Regions from separate parts of the Mus musculus genome. Here region 1 is linked to region 2. Evidence: chromatin contacts called from public Hi-C data. All regions are on one chromosome and are shown on one strand. Each heading gives the region's core, a stretch centred on a gene start, on an enhancer-like site or on the middle of the called end of the contact. The rest is flanking DNA. Distances are from core to core; before and after follow the strand shown.

Region 1 (5,837 bases), core at 2,663-5,162, 250 kb after region 2:
TGTGTATATATATATATATATATATATATATGTATATATATATATGTATATATATATATACACACACACACATATATATACATATACACATACATATATATATATAGTAAATATATATTGTATATTGTGTGTGTGTATATATATATATGTATATATATACATATATGTATATCAAATCGTCCATCTTCCTTTCAATTCTGCCATGTCTAAAATTAAAAAAAAAAAAAAAAAAGCCTCTACCTCAGCACCAGCCCCTCCCCGACTCTATGTAATTCCCAGTGTCCAAAACCCAGGTGGTAGTCTTTGATTCCTCCGTCTTTTGTGACTTGTCTAATACGAGTGCTTCCAGGAAGCCTCTGGAACCCTTAAGTCTCTTTTATCCACTGTGTCTGGGTCTCTCTTCTCTCAGGGCTTCCGCGGCTGCAGCTTCTTTGTGCACAGCCCTTCCTTTGTTCCCTTTATCGGAACCACCCTCCATGTTGGTTCTGTCCTTTCTAAAAGCTTGATTCAAATCCTGATCTGAGAAGGAGGGAGAAACACACACCTTTCACCATCTACCCCATTTCCTCCTCTCCACTTCCTGCCCAAAGAGCCCGGATGCTGCATGGACGCCTCAGAAAGCACATCCATTTTCTCCCTTCTTTCCCACTGCTCCTACAGGAGCAAAGGTGTCCGTCCGATCATTTATGTAACCAGACCCCACACTTCCTTACATTGGACCCTTTGTTCCAGATAGGTGAAGGTGTGCCCGCTCTGCCCCGCCCCTTCTATTCAGTCAAGACATCTTGCTATGGAGACCCATTCCAGGCGCCATTTTCTCCATCTGGTCTTTGCAACCCCTCCTATTGGAGGCCTTCTCTTTCCATTTTCATGCCGTTCTGCTCTTTCACAAGGAGACTGGCATGCTCTGGAGGTTTCTCCCTGTCAGAGAAGCACGATATAAGAAAGAATGTGGAACAAAGGATTCTCACAGATCATAAGAATGTCTGAACAAAGAGAACCTGAAACCATTTTTTTTTCCTTTTGGATGAATGGTGCTTTAGGGATGGGTGTGAGAGGCCTGGAGAGCCCACAAGACCCGCGTGGCGGTCTCCTTGGGTCGCCAACCTCAGCGTCTACTGACCTTTCACCTTGTGCAGGGTTCAGCATCTCTGGGAAATGAAATCTGTCCATCTTGTACTGCTCGTCTGCATCGGAGCAGTAAGCTCTCTTTCTCCATAGGCCTGGCCCACCACCTCCAGGCCCTGGAAAAGCCTCTCTCCGCGGTGCCTCGGCGATAGCCCTCTCTGTGTAGTGAGTTAGCCTACCGCCATCATGAGCCCAAGGGATGGTCCATGGGGGTCCCTGACCTTCCCACCTTGCCTTGGCGATTTAGGGCATCAAAAAGCTTGGCCCCCAAGGCACTCACGGCGACCGTGGCCTTCTAGGCCTGGCCGCCATACGCCCGCCCGCCAACCGCTTCCAACCAACCCAGCAAGCACAACCTCTTTGGGCGTTCCAACGCGGCGCCCCCTATTGGACCTCCCACCCATATCCGGTTTCCGGTCCGAAGCCCCCTGCTCATTCGCCAGGCATCCTTGATTGGCGTGACCCCAGCCCAATAGCTGACCTGTCGCTGGGGTCGGAGGGGAGTGGGCTAGTGGTTGAGACCCAGTTGGCCTATTCGGTGTATGTTCAAACCGTTTCGCCATTTTGAGTGTGTGTGTGTGTATATGTGGGGGAGGGTAGTTGGCCAAACTTTGGACCAAAGTTCAAAGTGTCCGGCATGCAGTGTGTTCAGCCGTAGAGTTGAGGTGACACGCCTTCGGCAGGTCGCAGGCATTCTCTGGGGGTTCACTTTGTCTGCTTTCTTCTACTCAGGGTGACCACGTGGACGCTGTAGGCAAGGGGCTGTAGTGTGCCGAGCCTGTAGTGAGAAGAGGGACATGTTAGACTTCAGAGAATTAAATCTGCCGCGGCACACAGCATGCATCTTGCAATATACCCATCTGCATGGTGCATAATTGCCGCAGCCTGCTTTATGTACCACTTCATACTCTCTTTTCTCAGGGTCCTGCAGGCCAGACCTGCCCACTGCCTAGCTGTATTGCAACAAAAGACAATGCCTCGCGCCATCGCCATTACCTACTGGCAAAATGTCCGCGGTGTGCGCGTGCCGCGGGCGCGCGGCAAAACAAAAAAAAACAGAACCCCAAAGGCAAACAATTAACAAAAAAACCCTGCCCAGGAATAATCTGCAGATCCCAGACCTAAAGCATTTTATGATTATTCGCTGAGCCCACCGGGCAATGTGACTGTATAAACTCCTGCAGCTCTGAGCCCACCCCGGCACCGCAAGGGGCGCGCAGCCGCAGGCTTTGTGACCGCGCTTAATTTCGCCTGGGTGGACTGTTGCAGTTCAACGTATAGCAAATGCTCTATGGTGCTCACAACAGAAGGAGGAGGGGATAAAAGGGGGCTGGAGAAGGGCTTGAGAGAGGAAATGAACACGGAATCCGCAGCTGGCGCTGGTGGCTGGAAGATGCGAGTCTCGGCAGCTGTTGCCACCATGGCACGGTTGGTCGGTGGGTTAAGTGCATTTCAGGTTTTCTAGTCTGCGAGACCACCCTAAATGGGCCATCAACTACACCCCAAATCTCCTTTTGCCTTTACCCAGAAGACAGAAGTACAAGACCTGAGCTAGGTGGGGGGTCTTCCGGTAAGCCTTAAGCCCCCTCCCCTATTTGCACGAAAGCGGCAAACATGAATAACTCCTAAGGGGGCTTTGCTTGATTTTCTGCAGTGCACTGCTGAGACCTTTATTTCTACTGCATCACCGTCCATATAAACAGAGCAAGCCCTGACTACAACACACTATACCACTGTTGAGAGCTCCGAGGTGTAATGGGGATGGGGGACATTGAAGGGATTTGCTGGAGCCATCCCCAACAAACAGCAAACATAAACATTAAAAAAAGAAAAAAAAAGGAAAAAAAAGAAATAAAGAAAAGTACCCTAGAGCATTTACGAAACAAATTGCGTGTTTACATTCGGCACTTCCTCACCCTGTCTCTACCCTTCCGGTGGGCTCACGACCACCTGTCGCATTTGTGTGTGTGTGTGCCTCTACCCCTTTCCTTGTATCCTAAAGCCTCCATTTCCTGACTTGGAGATGAGTATGGGTAATTGCCTGAGTGTGGGGTCCTTAGATAAGGAATTTACCGCATACTGGGGTAATCTGGGGTGATAAAGCCCTCCTGCAGTCCCTCCTCCCCTCGAGAAGAATCAGATGGGGAGGGAGGCTTTCAGCGTCTGTACTCTAACAGACCAATGCCCACGTCTTGCGTCACGTGTCCCAGCAACGCAAGAGAGCTCGCTCGCTCTCTGGCCAGGGAAAAAGCGAGCTAGAGAGACTCGGAATCAGTCCGGGAGAGGAGAGGACGGAGCCGAACGTCCCTACAAGGCCTCCGCTCATCAGCCCCCTTACCCAAAGTCGGGAGCAGCCGGCACCGGGAGCCAGCTCCCGGAGCCGGCTCAGCACTGAGACCTGCGTCCTCTGGCGGCAGAGAAAGAGTTCTATTTACGATTTTCGAGACGAATCGGCACGCTCTTAAATGCCAAGAAGGCGGAGCTAAAGTACAGCAAAGTACGAAGAGAGAACAGAAAAGTTCCTAAAGTTGTTGGCCGACCACAGCCCGAAGGGGTAAGTGTAACTAGGAAGGTGACAGACTTCACCAGCAAGAGATGACTCACTTCAGCCATGGTCCTGGGTTCTAGCCCCTGATTATCTATCCTTACAAAGTTTGGAAACTGAGGCTGGAGAACTTTCCAACAAAAATTTGAATTTTTTAAAAAAAAATTTTTTTTCACCCTAGTTTGGCTGGGTGCTCCGTCTTACGGGGCCCCAAATTTATTTTGAAAAGTCGCCACCGTGTTATGGGCATGTTCAACTGCCTCCACGGCAATAATATGTCAGGACAACACGATATCCCCCCTGAAGTCGGGGAGCAGCCCGAGCAAGAACCTTTGGAAGCCCCAGGGGCAGCTGCCCCCGGTGCTGGGGCTGGCCCAGCCGAAGAAATGGCGACCGAACCGGACTCCGAACCGTCTAACAATGAGCCCGTCCCCGACGAGACTGGCAGTGAGATCAGTGGACCCCCAGAAGACTCCAAATCTGACATCCAAAGCCCCTGCCAGGCCTTCGAGGAAGTCCGAGTGGGTGGAGACTACAGCCCACCTCCGGAGGAAGCCATGCCATTCGAGACACAACAGCCCAGCCTGGGAGATTTCTGGCCCACCCTGGAGCAGCCAGGACCATCTGGGACCCCATCAGGCCTCCAAGCCTTCAACCCAGCGATTTTGGAGCCCGGGACCCCCACTGGCGCGAGCCCAGGCCTGGGAGCCTATACCCCCCCACCAGAAGAAGCTATGCCATTTGAGTTCAACGAGCCTGCCCAGGGAGACCATAGCCAGCCTCCCTTGCAAGTCCCAGACCTTGCGCCAGGAGGTCCGGAAGCATTGGTCCCCAGAGCTCTTCCCGCGGAGCCCGGGAACATCAGATTTGAAAACGCTGGCTTCCGAGAAGACTACAGCCCTCCCCCTGAAGAATCTGTGCCATTTCAGGTCGGTGGAGAAGAATTCGGGGGCGATAGCCCACCCCCAGGACTCCCGCGAGTCATCCCACAAATCGGCATTGGCGGCGAGTTCCCGACAGTCGCGGTCCCGAGTGCGCTCTGCCTCGCTCCCGCCGAGAACGCGCCTCCCCTCTGGGTCCGAGGCGCCATTGACAGACCATTCCGCGAGGCTGTCAGATCTCCTCCTAACTTCGCATGCGACAGCCCCCCGATGGAGATCACCAGACCCCTGCTTGAGATTGGCAGAGCCTCCATTGGGGTCGACGACGACACCGCTGTCAATATGGACAGCCCCCCAATCGCAAGTGATGGCCCGCCCATCGAAGTCTCGGGAGCCCCAGATAAGAGCGAGTGCGCAGAGAGACCCCCAGTTGAGCGAGAAGCAGCCGAGATGGAAGGAAGCCCTACCACCGCCACTGCGGTGGAAGGAAAAGTCCCCTCTCCGGAGAGAGGGGACGGATCTTCCACCCAGCCTGAAGCAATGGATGCCAAGCCAGCCCCTGCTGCCCAAGCCGTCTCTACCGGATCTGATGCTGGAGCTCCTACGGATTCCGCGATGCTCACAGATAGCCAGAGCGATGCCGGAGAAGACGGGACAGCCCCAGGAACGCCTTCAGATCTCCAGTCGGATCCTGAAGAACTCGAAGAAGCCCCAGCTGTCCGCGCCGATCCTGACGGAGGGGCAGCCCCAGTCGCCCCAGCCACTCCTGCCGAGTCCGAGTCTGAAGGCAGCAGAGATCCAGCCGCCGAGCCAGCCTCCGAGGCAGTCCCTGCCACCACGGCCGAGTCTGCCTCCGGGGCAGCCCCTGTCACCCAGGTGGAGCCCGCAGCCGCGGCAGTCTCTGCCACCCTGGCGGAGCCTGCCGCCCGGGCAGCCCCTATCACCCCCAAGGAGCCCACTACCCGGGCAGTCCCCTCTGCTAGAGCCCATCCGGCCGCTGGAGCAGTCCCTGGCGCCCCAGCAATGTCAGCCTCTGCTAGGGCAGCTGCCGCTAGGGCAGCCTATGCAGGTCCACTGGTCTGGGGAGCCAGGTCACTCTCAGCTACTCCCGCCGCTCGGGCATCCCTTCCTGCCCGCGCAGCAGCTGCCGCCCGGGCAGCCTCTGCTGCCCGCGCAGTCGCTGCTGGCCGGTCAGCCTCTGCCGCCCCCAGCAGGGCCCATCTTAGACCCCCCAGCCCCGAGATCCAGGTTGCTGACCCGCCTACTCCGCGGCCTCCTCCGCG
Region 2 (5,549 bases), core at 770-3,269:
CTGGGCTTTGTATTGTAATATTAACACAATATCTTGGGAACAGAGACTTGAAAGGTCATGATTTAAAGTAATATTTGTGTATGTGCATGTGCATGCATGTGTGTGTGTATGCATGCGTGTGCATGAACATGCGTGTGTGAAGTGGCCAAGGGGTGGTGTGTCCTAGTTGTCTTTAACTGTCAACTTGATACAGCCTAGAGTCACATGAAAAGAGAGTCTCAACTGAGAGATTGTTGAGCTTGGATTGGCTCATGAGTATGTTTATAAGGAGAGGTCCCAGCCCACTATGGGTGGCACTCTCCCTTAGCAAGTGGTCTTGAGCCAGGTAAAAAAGTTAGCTAAGCAAAAGCCAGAAAATAGCACTTCTTTATGGCTTCTGCTCTCCCAGGGATGGACTGTGACCTAGAAGTCTAAGAGAAATAAATATTCCATTCCTCTAAATTGGTTTTGGTTGTGGCGTTTATCTCGGGAATAGAAAGCAAACTCAAACAAGAGGAGCCTCAAAATTGGAGAGGATTTGATGGTGAAGAGCAGGCTCAAATGACCCATTTTCTTCATCAAGCCCTACTCAGTTACAAAGCACAGGACCAAGCGACTTAAAGAAAGAGGAGTTTATTTTGGCTTATGATTCAGAGAAGCAGTCCATCATGGCTGGCAAATCACGGTGGTAGAGCCTGAAGCAACTGGCCATGTTGTGTCTGCAGTCAGGACACAGACAGAAAAAAAGGCTGCCGCTTGGCTCACTGTCTCCTTTCTATTCAGTCTGAGACCCCAGCCCACATTCAGGGTGGACTCTTCCTACTTCAGCCAGCCATATCTAAACAATCCTTCATAGACTTGCTCAGAGCCAACAACTAGGATTAGCTGTCATGATCCTCTTCCACTCCCAGATCCTGTTTCCTGATCCACTGAAGGGAGATCTACCTTCATCAAAGTGACCTGAGACATCCTTTGAGTGCCTGGTGCCATGTCTCGCCTGAACTCAGGGTGTGCCTGTGTAACCTTTATGAGCTGTGTGATGCTCCTGTATAAAGAGGACTAGTTGAGGGGAGACCCTGGGAATTCTTACTGAGAAGGATTCCCTTAGAAAGATGCAGGGTGTCATTCTAGAGGGCATGGTGTCAATGAGAGGAGCTGCAGGGCGCTGCTACCCAGTGAGCGTGTGGACCTGGTGATATCCTACAGACACCTCATCTGGGAGGCCATGCTTATCACTTCCCTTTGGATACGTCTACTTCAGAGGCCAGGGTTCTGAGCCTGGGCTCCATCACACTAGCAAGGGCAATGGCAGGAGCCTCTGCAAGAAGCAGCCTTATCAATGGTGACAGTGGGACAAGCTTGTGGCTGCTCTGGGTCTTGCTGCTGGGAACACCCAACTCACAGAAGTGGTGAAGCCCATCCTATCCAAGGATGCCTGGGTCTCTGGAAGTTTTGCCTCCTCATAAATTCCTCCAGCTTTCTGTCCTGATGATATTGTATGCTGGAGGAACTCATGAGATATTGTTTCTCCCAAGAACTCAAGCAATGGTGAAATATTTGATGATATAGTTTCCATAAGATCAACAAATAACTGTCAGCCTCTTTGGAGCCAAGGCTGCCTTCCTTGAGAATCAACATACGGAACTTGTTTATAATTTGAAATAAAACAGACTCCCCAGCCCCCTTCTTCTCTTGCCTCTGTTTCCCGCTAGCTAGGACCCTGCCCTGTAAATGCATGAGTGTTTTTGCCTCCAAGCTTCTGTCACTGTTTAAACTGGAAATTGTTATCTACTCCCTTGGCTTGACCATGCTCCCACAGCCTCTCAGCAGCCTCTGTTGCTGCTTACCTCATCCTCCTGTACCTCTGGACCTCTGAGCAAGTGATCTATGCTGTCTCCTCCCAAGCATCTGCCCTCTCCTGCTCTAGAGAGTACTGAGAAAAATCCAAAGGAGTCTCATTGCAACAAGAACTCCCAGGGTGGGAGGGGCTTTGCCTGTACAGTCTCATCTGCCCACAGCTGGTGCTCTGTGCTTGCCCTTGCAGGGGTGGGGGTGGGGAATTCACCTCTCACCCTCCGTGTGTGCTATTTGTATGCATGCCTTCCACAGCCCCATTTAGAGGGGGAGGAAACTGAGAGAATAGGTGTCACGCCCCTAGCTTAGTGGTGTGGCTCTGTAGGACCTGTCACCAATTCTGTCCCCAAAGCCTGGCTTTTAACACCATGGGAACATCCTAGCAAAATCCCCCAATAGCCATTTAAGAAGGACTGGGCTCAGGGCATGCTTTAACTACCCTGAGGGCTATGTTTGTTCAGATGTTAGATTTTTCACAGGGGTTCAAGTTTCTTAGTTCTGAGCAATAAAAGAGGGGGGAGGGGAAAGAAAGAGAGAGAAGACACCACATGTAAGTCCAGCCTCCAACCTAATGCACTTCTCTCTGGGCCTCTCCCAGCTCCTGAAGCCCCCTCCCCAGCTGTGACATCACCATTCAGCCCCCGCAGATGACAGCCCTGTGATCCATCACCAGCCATCTGCTTTCCTGCTGCTGGGGACAGGAGAGCCTGGAGCTGGCCCCACTGGGCTGGGAGGCAGCTGCACCTGCCCATCATAGCTCACGAAGGGCTGTTTGCATTTGTTCGTGTTGGTCCCCACCCCCACCCCCTCCAGCCCCCCACTATCTCAAGATGTGACATCTTCCCATCCAGGCCTGGAGTTTCTAGCCAGTCAGACAGCCTCCCTTGCTCACAGAGACTCGGCCATGAGATTGAGATCTGATGAGATAAAGCCTTGGGCATCTGTGAATCAGTTCATGGTTCAGGCCATGATGAAAGGGGCTGTTTATGCTCAATAGATACCCGGAGCAAATTGAAACCAGGACCCAAGAGCTTCAGAGAAGTATCTCTGCTTCAGCCTCTTGAAAAATTAGGGCAAAGTCTAAACACTTGTCAGTCTTATCACTTCCTTGAGAAGGATGATTTTGTAATGTGGCATGAAGCCATTTGCCAAGAGAGAGATACCCCAGTTGCTTTGGGGGCTGAAGGCCAGCATCTTCATCCTCTGGGTCTATAACATAAACACTGAATTCCAGCCCCACGTTAGAGAGAGAAGTTGATAAGAGGTTTAAGGAGGTAGAAAGGAAATGAATAGCGAGTTTTTGCTGCCTCTTATTTCCTAAAGGGGGGGGGGGGGAGAAGTAAGCAAAGAGCAACCAATGAAGCATCAGATGTTCCTTAAAAAAAAAAAATTAAAAGGCTCTTTTCTGTCTCTACCTTGGGACAATGACCTCCCCAGACAGCAGCCCCACAGGCCCCTTCAAAAGGGCACAATTACCCCCGTGGCGTCTGTCGGTTCTGCTTGACTTGGAGAAATGGCTCCCTCCTCGGAGTTCCTAAAACATTTATCATCCCAGCCATTCCCTGGGCAATTAATCAGGTGCTGCCTTGACTATCAGCGAACGTTGTATCGAGCGCTATTTAACCCTTATCAGCACTGGGGCTCTCGACAGCTTGTCTTTCGGACTCAACCGGAGCTTCTAGAAGGCCGGGCAAAAGGTCCACCCCTCTCTATGTCCGGTGCTCACTCCCTGAAGATGGTTAGTCTTACCACCAAGGGAGGGTCTGTCTGTCCCTGGATAGAGGGCATTTGCATTTGCATTCAGGATGCTTAGCTGGGGACTGAGACTCTCAGTGCTCACAAAAGGGCCATCTGCACTGGATTCCTTATGAATACTGTTACTGGCTTGTTTGAACATGACTGAGTATCTGTGTTGATTGTTTGGATTTTTAAAAAGATTTATTCTATTTTAGGAGAAGAAAGAGAGAGAGAGAGAACACAAAAGTGGGGTACCCCAGAACCCAGAAAAAGGTATCTCTTTGAACTGGACTTACAAGCATTTGTGAGCTACGTGGCATGGGTTTTAGGGACCTAACTCGAGTTCTCTGCAAGAGTAACAAACCCTCCTAATCGTTGTTCCATCTCTCCAGTCCTGCTGTAAAACTGTTCATGATTATTGTGGGAGGGGGATACATGCCATGGTCTGTGTGCAGAGGTTTGAGGGCAATTTTATTCAGTCAATCTGTCCTTCTGCTTCCAGAAACTGAACTCAGGTCATCAACCTGGTATCGTTCACTGGGCAGCAAGAGCCTTCATCCACTGAGCCATCTCTCTGCCCTGCTTCCCTGAGAATGAGCCTCCCTGGGTGCCAGGCATTGTGCTTCTGCAGACACTTAGAGCTGCAGTCATATCCTTTCCTGATGAGTTCTATCTGGAAAGTCCTGATGAGTCCTGATGAACTATCTGGAAACACCAGGCTCCGGTTCTGTTTGTTCTCTACCGCTGGATACCCTTGTTCCCCGCGTGGCAAGCTGTCTGCTTCAAAGGCCCTCCAACTGTGTCACAGACCTCTCAGTCTGGGTGAAGGAAGCTGTTTTGATCTCAAGTGTGGCGTGTGGCTTTCAAAGGACAGAGGGTTTGTAGATAGACATCTCCCACAGTCCCCCACAGAAGTAAAGAAGGAGGGTTTGCCAGCAGGGGATGGGGTGCGGATCCACAAGTCTGGAGCGAGGACTCTGAGAGGCCCGTACCCAATGTAGCTGGCAAATGTAGTCTGTGACTCAGCAGTTCATTTCTCCAGCCCGAGGAAGATAGAAGACTTGCAGCAGGACAAGTGAGGATCTAGGTAGCACTCGGTTTGTTTATGGGATGAAGGCTGCAGGCATTCCAGATAAGCCAGCCACCGCTGGGCCACTGGCTGTCCTGTACCTGTGCCACTCCATCACCTGTGCATAGGGGCTCCCACTTCCTGTGTGAAGCATGAGGGTGCAGGGGAGCAGAGTTGTCACGATCCCCCAGGTGAAATGACCTGAACTCAGGCAGTGCTGGAGGAGGGAGGGAGGGAGGGAGATGCCTCCCTTCCAGACCTTTCTCAGCTGAACTTCTTGCCCTTGTCTGATTCCCTCTGTTCCCCAAGGCCCCAGTCATCCCTCCCCCTATATTAAGGTTTTCCATTATGTTCCTCTGTGTGCTGCGGAGCATCATAAGGACAGAGCCTGAAATGCACCAGGGCACAGGTAGGCCGTGAGTCACTGCGCCCCTGCCAGGGTTGAAAGGCTTTAGAGAAACCCTATTTTGGAGCTTGCAGCCAGCCAGACCCTGAAAGTAGAGGAGATGTTGATCTTTTCTAGGCTGCAGATCATCCCATTCAAATGTGAACATTCAAACCATGCGTCACTCCTGCCCGAGGTTTATGCCTCTCCCGGGGTCCATTCCACAGCCCACTTCTCAGCCAAAGCCTGATTTGGGGGCAGCTGAGACCGGCCTTAGGCCCCAGAAGGAAAGAAACCTACATCTCCCCAAGGGCCACCAGCCAGGGACAATGGATCCGCTGTCAGCCAGTAGCGAGTATTACAAAAACCTAAAGACATTATCCCGGCCCTGGTGAGACGTTTAGGAAATAAAACAGATTTTAAAAACACACATACACATGAAAAATGAAGTGGAAACATGGCTGATGGGGAGGGACTCCAAGGTGACCTCACCTCAGTCTGGCCCTGCAAAAAGAGAGAACAATG

The links. A called contact is a pair of places that touch in the nucleus more often than the background predicts.
Region 1: a contact with region 2 is called in a Hi-C map of the N1E-115 cell line, with 2.2 times the contacts expected there. The contact joins the promoter of Gnas here to the enhancer-like site in region 2. A contact is called at or near these places in 5 of 39 promoter capture datasets (embryonic stem cells, liver and pre-B cells), 3 of 484 Hi-C or Micro-C datasets (the N1E-115 cell line, embryonic fibroblasts and embryonic stem cells), 3 of 115 datasets of contacts at active chromatin or transcription factors (craniofacial prominence and embryonic stem cells) and 1 of 9 other capture datasets (pancreatic islet).

The regions. Positions count from the first base shown.
Region 1 is chr2:174,293,947-174,299,783 of GRCm38.p6, forward strand. It overlaps Gnas (GNAS (guanine nucleotide binding protein, alpha stimulating) complex locus), which reads left to right and starts at 3,913. Exons shown (of 12, transcript NM_010309.4): 1 at 3,913-5,837. The coding sequence starts at 3,916. It also overlaps Gnasas1.
Region 2 is chr2:174,047,727-174,053,275 of GRCm38.p6, forward strand. No RefSeq gene overlaps it. Among named protein-coding and RNA genes, the nearest start is that of Stx16, 27 kb to the right of the region's middle. Within about 2 kb of position 2,020, at least 49 of the 459 cell types and tissues checked have an H3K27ac peak or open chromatin away from gene starts, as enhancers often do. A contact at or near this core is called in the N1E-115 cell line, where this site is marked.